Linked DNA regions of Rattus norvegicus: region 2 is linked to region 1. The links are chromatin contacts, called in public Hi-C maps. All regions are on one chromosome and are shown on one strand. Each heading gives the region's core, a stretch centred on a gene start, on an enhancer-like site or on the middle of the called end of the contact. The rest is flanking DNA. Distances are from core to core; before and after follow the strand shown. Region 1 has its middle 110 kb from the start of Map1b. Region 2 has its middle 51 kb from the start of Ube2v1-ps20.

What was found. Hi-C and Micro-C count contacts between places; a contact is called where the count stands out from the background.
Region 2: a Hi-C map of frontal cortex shows a contact between it and region 1, with 2.4 times the contacts expected there. The contact joins two enhancer-like sites. A contact is called at or near these places in 2 of 12 Hi-C or Micro-C datasets (Schwann cells and frontal cortex).

The regions. Positions count from the first base shown.
Region 1 is chr2:32,750,350-32,754,040 of GRCr8, forward strand. No RefSeq gene overlaps it. Among named protein-coding and RNA genes, the nearest start is that of Map1b, 110 kb to the left of the region's middle. Within about 2 kb of position 1,777, at least 33 of the 93 cell types and tissues checked have an H3K27ac peak or open chromatin away from gene starts, as enhancers often do.
Region 2 is chr2:32,928,804-32,932,494 of GRCr8, forward strand. No RefSeq gene overlaps it. Among named protein-coding and RNA genes, the nearest start is that of Ube2v1-ps20, 51 kb to the right of the region's middle. Within about 2 kb of position 1,893, at least 12 of the 93 cell types and tissues checked have an H3K27ac peak or open chromatin away from gene starts, as enhancers often do.

The DNA.
Region 1 (3,691 bases), core at 527-3,026:
GACCCCCTACTGACCCAGTTAAAGAGTAACATTGTTTTCCAACCACTATCCATAAATGGTGGCTTTCAGCATTTATAGTAGGTTTTAGGAAGTTCCTTTCAACGCTCTGTGTTTGCTGCTTTTCAGCAATTGATACCCGTGCCTTGTTCTGGGTCAGGGGCACAGAAGACTTAAGAGTATGGCTGCCCATTAGATTTAGGTGTAAAAGTCAACTATGTGAGATGTTCAAGGCAGGTGAAGCTGGCTGTTACTTTGTTGTCTTTAAATTAACAGTTTTTGAGTACACAGGAGGATGGCAGTCTTAAGTGGTTTCGAGGTATATTATTAACTCTGGCTGTGAGGTCCAACAAAAGATCTCTTGGAATATAAGATATATTTTCAGAATATAGCATGGACGCAGTAAAAAAAACACATTGATATTGACTTGGACTATGATAACATAAAGATACTTGTTTTAGGGTGGAAGAGGTGGCTGGCTCTGTGGTTAAAAGTGCTTGTTCCTAACCATGAAGACTTGAGTACAGACTGTAGCATCCATGTAACAAACCAGGGGTGATTTTTTGTTTGTTGTTTGTTTGTTTTTCTTCACCATAACCCTAATACTTGAGGAAGGTACAGAGATAGAAACATCACTGGGGTTTATGGGCTACCAAACTGTTAAAGTCATACAAGTTCCAGGCTTAGTGGGAGACACTGCCTCAAATGAATAAGGAGAGGGGGAAGCCTCCTCTGGCCTCCCCACGCATGCATGGGCATGTGTGTGTGCACACACACCACACAAAAACTCATTCATAAACATAAAAAGCTATTCAAAACCGCACAGTTTCATCTCTAGAGTAAACACCCAAACATTTTAGAGATGAAAGTCGGAAGAAGAGCTAGAAGGGTGTGATAAAAAGGCATTTATGCAGTATAAAGCAAAATCATAGAAAAGAGGCAAATAGAAGTAGAAGCTTCCTTTAAAATCCAATGTACCTTCTATTGCACAAGCTGTGAATACAATGTATCGTCAAGGGGTGCAGCTGGTAGACTGGATCTTATAGGGAGATGTGGCTCTAATGGTCTACAGTCTTTCATGACAACAGAAGTATTCCAGAACTGAATGGTGGGGACGGCTGCATAAAGTCTGTGTTTTTCTAAAACTCATCAAATTGCATACTTAAAAGCAATGACTATCAGTATGCGTGAACTATGTAAGTATATATTCATATACACCGGCATGCTAGCCTACGCCAGTGGATGGTAGCATATGTTAACGTTACTGTATGTAACCTGTAGCAGTGAAGCTACGTACGGAATGTCTTATATAAAAAGAAGCATACTCCAACATACTGTATATACATAATTTCAGATGTTAGGAGAAGCCATGATGAGACTAAAACAAGATAGACGTAGCTATGATTGGAATGTGCTGCCTTTACTCGGGCATGTCTGAGCAAGTGTGTCCTTTCCAATGTAACAGCTTTCCCAAGAAAGCAGCCGCAGTTCCATTTACATTTCCAGCAGCTCTGGATTGCAGCGCCCTCTCCGCCAGCAGCAGCTGCCGTTTAGCTGGTCCAGTGAGAGTTCCTTTCTCCGCACATTTTATTAACCTTATCCTTTACATCTGTCTAAGACGAGGATGTTATTTGCTATTACCCATAAGGCACGCTTCCAAATCTGCGCATTCACATTTCAACCGAGGCTGCCTGGGAAATCTGGGCTCACACACACTGTTCCGCACAGATGGAGTTGACGGGGTGCCTGTTTCTCCACAGGCCACCCAGCCATCAGTGTCCCAGCATGCTCCGCTGTGAGTCACAGTTTCCTGCCTCTTTGTAGCCGACAGGCTTCAGAGCAGCACAATCGGGGTCCTCGGGAGGTCTGGAGGTAGCGAGAGGAAGATGGCTGCTTTCAAGTCTGCGGATCTATGGAAGGAGGTGCACCCTATCCTCCTACAGAAAGATGTGTTCCAGGGGCTGGGAAACACTCTAGCTTGATTTAGAAAGCATCTTTACAAAGCCGAGTAACCAAACTCCATAATGCAGCTTCCTGGTCTAAAGCTTCCTGGTCTAAGGTCCCTGGTCACACAGCACATTTTCTTTTATTCTGAGCCGAGCTATCGAAAATCAACAATGTGTTTGGAATAAGAGAGATCGAGGCTCAGTGAGGAAGGAAGAGGGGACGTGAACCAGGAAGGGGAGAGGGATGGCAATTCTTTTAACCTACAAAAGGAATATATTACAAAGTGACCAAATGTCCTTAGAGAGAAAAGCTCATGTGTACCACTGTGGACAACCTTGAAGCAGAGAAACTATGACAGACACTGTTGCCAAGAGCCAGTAAGGGGCTCTGGCTGGCCTGGGTCACGTGGGCCAATCCCAAGGGCAGGCTCTGGTTACACTTTCTTCTGCTTTAAGGTGCTGATGAAAGAAAGGAGTCAGCGCAGTAACACAGAACAGTTGGTTGAACTGCCGCTGCCTTCTGCTCCCCCCCGACTCCCCAGCAGAGTCCAGAGCTCTGCGGCAAAGGAGCACATTCGGTCTTCCTGTTGCTTCCTGTTTCCCTCTGTAAACGTGAGCGCAGCATCCATTGTCCGCTAGACATTCCGAACCAGTGCTGCGTCCTCTTATTACCTCGTAGTGGCATCAATTTGCCATCTGTCCTTGTTTTAAAGATTAACACGTTTTTATCCTGGCTCTATCTCATCATAAAGAAGTTTCTGGAAGATTAACGTGGTATTTTAGGCATTTAAACTTGCATGTGTGCTGTGAGGCAAGGTGTGGACATGGGGACTCCAGCTGTTGAAAGGGATGAACGGCAATTATACCTATTGAATAGTCTTTGCTTTTCACAGTCGCTAAGCTGCCCCTGGTGATAAGCTAACCACTTAGGAAGGCACTTTCATTGTGCCCTTCCCACTGGGTTTCCTGTGCCTTTGTGCCTTCGTCTGTACAGAGTCCTTGTAGGATACATGCTCCTGACTGCTCCGGTTACCAGACATTAGCTATCTGTAGAGTTGCAGCTGACATTTATGGAATCCCCTCCACGTGTCAGGCACTTTAAGCATTTGGGTTAGGAGACATAAAATAAATAGTTGTTGCTATGAAAAATCTGGGAGCTTAGTGGAGAAGGAAAGGACACAGGGACACACACACACACACACACACACACACACACACACATATTATGAGGGAGGGTAGGGAGTCACAAGAAATCCAGCAGGCAGGGCACAGTGAAAATGCCTTTCTAAGTGGTTTAGCTTATTTATCATCAGGGGCTTAGCCAGCATGAGAAATAGTCTACTGAACTGGAGGTGGGAGGGGAGAGTGAAGGGGAATGAGGGAGGGAAGGAGAGAGGGAGAGGAACATGAACTTTAGGTTCAAATCTCTGCCCCCCCCCTCGTGTGTGTGTGTGTGTGTGTGTGTGTGTGTGTGTGTACACACGCTTCTAGCTGTGTGGCCTCGGGACTAGGGATGTAGCACAGTTGACAGAGCGCTTGCCTAGCGTGTGAGTCCCTGGGTTCTTCCCTCAGAAGCATATAAACCAGGTGAGGTGGGGCAGGAATGAGGTGGGGCCCACTTTGGGAGACAATAGGAGTCTCCCTTATTGCAGAGAGAAGAGACAGGCCCTGAGGCCCACCATGTCTGAGCTAGCCAGTCACTGACCAGAGGTCTGGGGCCAGGAAGCTATGAGTTAAGGGTGAGCATA
Region 2 (3,691 bases), core at 643-3,142, 180 kb after region 1:
GCAAAGCTACAGTTTGAAGTAACAACAAAAATAGTTTTATGGTTGGGGGTCACCACAACATGAAGCACCTTATTGACGGGTCACATTAGGTAGGTTAAGAACCACTGCCATAGATTGGCCTTTAATGTGTTAAGATATCTGAAGCTCTAGGTACCTGAGGCTCCTGGTACCAATGCTCTGAGATCCCAGGCTCTGGTGTCCAAAGCTCTTCAAGGGTACCACAAGCCTGACCAGAGCTGTGAGCACAGACAGCCTTCACAATCGGAAGACATTTGTCAAGCACCAACTGCGTCTGAAGTAGCCTAACCAGATCTACAGAGCCCTGGCCTCCTGTAGCTTACATTCTAGTGACGAGGAATAGGAAAGCATCCAAGAAAACTAACCAACATGCCTACTGAGATTTCATCTTAAATAGAACTGACTCATGATCAGGGAGCAGCCATAGGGCAGAGGGCAGGGCCTAAACTCTATGGTGAGACAAAGCTTAGTCCCAAGGGGAAAACCAGCTACACAGTGGGAATTTGTGAGGAAGGCACTTGTGTTAAATTCTTTTTGTGTCACTGTGATAAAACACCGTGACCAAAAGCAACTTAAGAAAGATTTAATTTGAATTACAGATCCAAAGGGCTCGAGCCCCTCGTAGTGACTAAGGCATGGCGCAGTGAAAGGAGCACCTTTCACCTGGTTACACTTTTTCCCCCACACATAAGAAGAAGAGGGGACAAACAGGAAGTTGGGGGAGATATAAACTATCAACGCCCACTCCCCAGTGGCATACTTCCCCCAGCAAGGTTCTACCTTCTAAAGATTCCCAAACGGTACCACCAACTGGGGACCAAGTGTTCAAATGCCTGAGCCTCGCATTCAAGCTACCACACAAATCCAGTCAGGGATCAACAGGGTCAGATGCCCTTAGGGAGAAATATAGTTAGCAAGTTTCAGAAAGATGAAGTCTCCCAGAGAGTGGTAAACTGGGGAAAGAGGGAGAGGAGAACGGGCCTCAACTCCTGCAGAACTGAAGTTTTGCTTCTACATTCTTGGCAAGATGCCACCAGACTTGGCACAGTGCTAATTCCAGTAAAGACTACTGGCCCTTCACGTTCATTCCCAAGTCTGACTACGCCATTCTATCTGGGGCCACTGAGCACTCTTCCCAGGGTGCATGGCACTGTCCCAGAATCACTCTTTGTGGTGTTGTGGCCGGTCATATGGACGTCTTTCCCAGCTTATAAGTCAGAAAACTTTTACTGACCCTAAGCTTTGGTTTTCTGACCTAAGAAGATGCAGATCTCAGATCACTGACAGACAGTTCATCTCCATGGTCAGCTTGATGACATATTGGTCATATTGGTAACAAATCTCCAGGCGTGTTTGTGAGGAATTTTCGAGATGAGGTTAATGAGGTAGAAAGACCTAACAAAATATAGGCAATACTATTCCATAGGCTGCAATTCTAAACTGAATGAAACAGGTAAAGTGGGCTGGACTCAAGCCTTCGTCTTTGTCCCTTTATTGACTGTGGATGCAGTGCAAACAAACACCTCCAGCTTCTGTTGCCATGACTCCTCTTACCATGGTGATCAATATCCCTCTGGAACTGTAAGTCAACATAAATCCTTCCTCGGCTGCTTTTCAGACATCCTCTCCTAACACAGTGACGAAAACGGTAGCTTACATGAGATTACATCCCTGTGTCGGCACAGCCTGGGCTGGGGAAAGCAACTACACGTAGGCAGTTCTTATGAGATGGTGAACATTTTTATTAATCATATCAGGCACTGATTCCTCGAGTTTAAATACTTCCTAGCAGATTGTACCAGAACCTCTGGCATCAGCTTTGATTTCTTGGCTGATAACAGTGGATTACTGGAAAAGGGTCTGAGGGGCAATAAAAATGACGTGATCTAAGAGGTCTGCCACGTCCCAAGTAATATTGTCTCTGTGGTTCTGTTTTTTTAATGCGACATTTTTAATGCGACGTACTGGAAATTTCTAATCATATTCCCTCAAAGTCTCTCTCCATTCTTTTGTGTTTCATGTCAGCTTAGGCAGGAACTTGAACTTCTGATGGAGAGTCAATAACAGCTAACGTAGGCCACATCACCAGAAACTCAATTCTTGCCCAGACGAGAAGAGAATACTATTTAACCCAAGGAATACCACGGTGAGATTTCCACCTCCTGAGAAATAGAGACTCTGCAGGGGCTGAGGGAGCGGCCTCCACCCTGCCTATCTCAGAGGTTTTAGCTTGCTGCTAAAAGGCTTTGTTAAGAACCAAGCCCTAGCGCCATCTCCTGGTAGAACTGAAAACTGGAAAAGAGGCATTTCGCCGGAAGGACCCCTCCCTCGCCTTAGCAGAATTAAGTTCAGGAGGAAAACCTGGTAATTTCGTCAGAACGACTGGGTTTTCAGCGTCCTGTTAAGTATCTAACTGGAGAAGAACAGATGGTAAGAGCCTCAGCCACTTACAGTCCCCACGGGGATGGCCCCTGCTATGCCGTTGCTTCCTTTGTTTCCGTAAGAGCTCATCACTCATCACCAGGCAGAGCCACCAGCCACCAGGGGCAGCTCGTGATAGCCCCTCTCCTTCCCACATACCCATCTGACCTGAGGATTCTCAGCTGCTCAAATTAGCATCCTCAAACACCTCTGCTGTCCAGAGATTCTTTATACAAAACAAATCACACTAGAATTTGTGCTCAGAGACAGGCTTCTGGTCACTGCCACGTTCACCCCAGACCCAGACCCATACCTTTCTATGGTAAGGATCGATTTGGTGTCTTGTCCTTTTTAGAAAAAGACAAGATGGATCCCTGGTCCTTGTGGCCCATTTCACTTTCAAATCCTAGGTGAGATTGGATGGCCTGGATCGAGTTGCCACCCCCATCTAGCTCCTTATACACCTTTAAGCCAGGTGATTTGACATCATCAGGCAGAGATCCTAAAATAGCTAGAAAAATACAGGGTCAGGGAGAGTGCAAGTAACTTGGCCAAGATCCTACAGGAAGTTAACGGGAGAGGCAGAACTTGTACTTTCTCGTTCCTCTCTGTTACTGTAATGAATCTTTCAGAGACCTGGGATTTGGGGTTTCCTCCAGCACTGCCGATGACAGGGGCACCCCTTATAGTCACGGATGAATGAAATGGAGACAGTTGTCTGTAGGCAGAGGCGCTCTCACAGCCCCGTGAGTGCATGTGGGAAGTATTAACGTCAGGGATTGCTTATCCCTTCTTGAACAGGATGTGCCCAGTTAAATCCATTTCCCCGGTCCTCTCTCACTCAATGAGCTATTGAAGTACAGTTCGTACCCAAAGCCTGGGTTTGTAGGACCCTGTTTGTAGTTTTCTCACAATGCCCATGCCTGACGATTGATTTCTCATGGCTATTTGTGAAAGCACAAATACAAATGCTATTAACTGGCAATAAAAACCAGCCAGCCGACTCTAAAAGCCAGTACTGGCAACTGCTCCATGGTCTTCCGGGACCTGCAGTTTGCCAGGTCCCACTAAAGCAAACATTCCTTTTGATGTCAAGATTCCAAGGGCGGCAACCTTGTCTTTTGCTCAAAATTTATACAATGAGGACGGAGAAAACACACTTTTTTTTAAGAACCACAAAGAGCTGTCAGGGCTCCTTAATGCCAGAGCCACCCCCTCCCCCTAAATCAATATATAGATTTCTCTCTTTTTT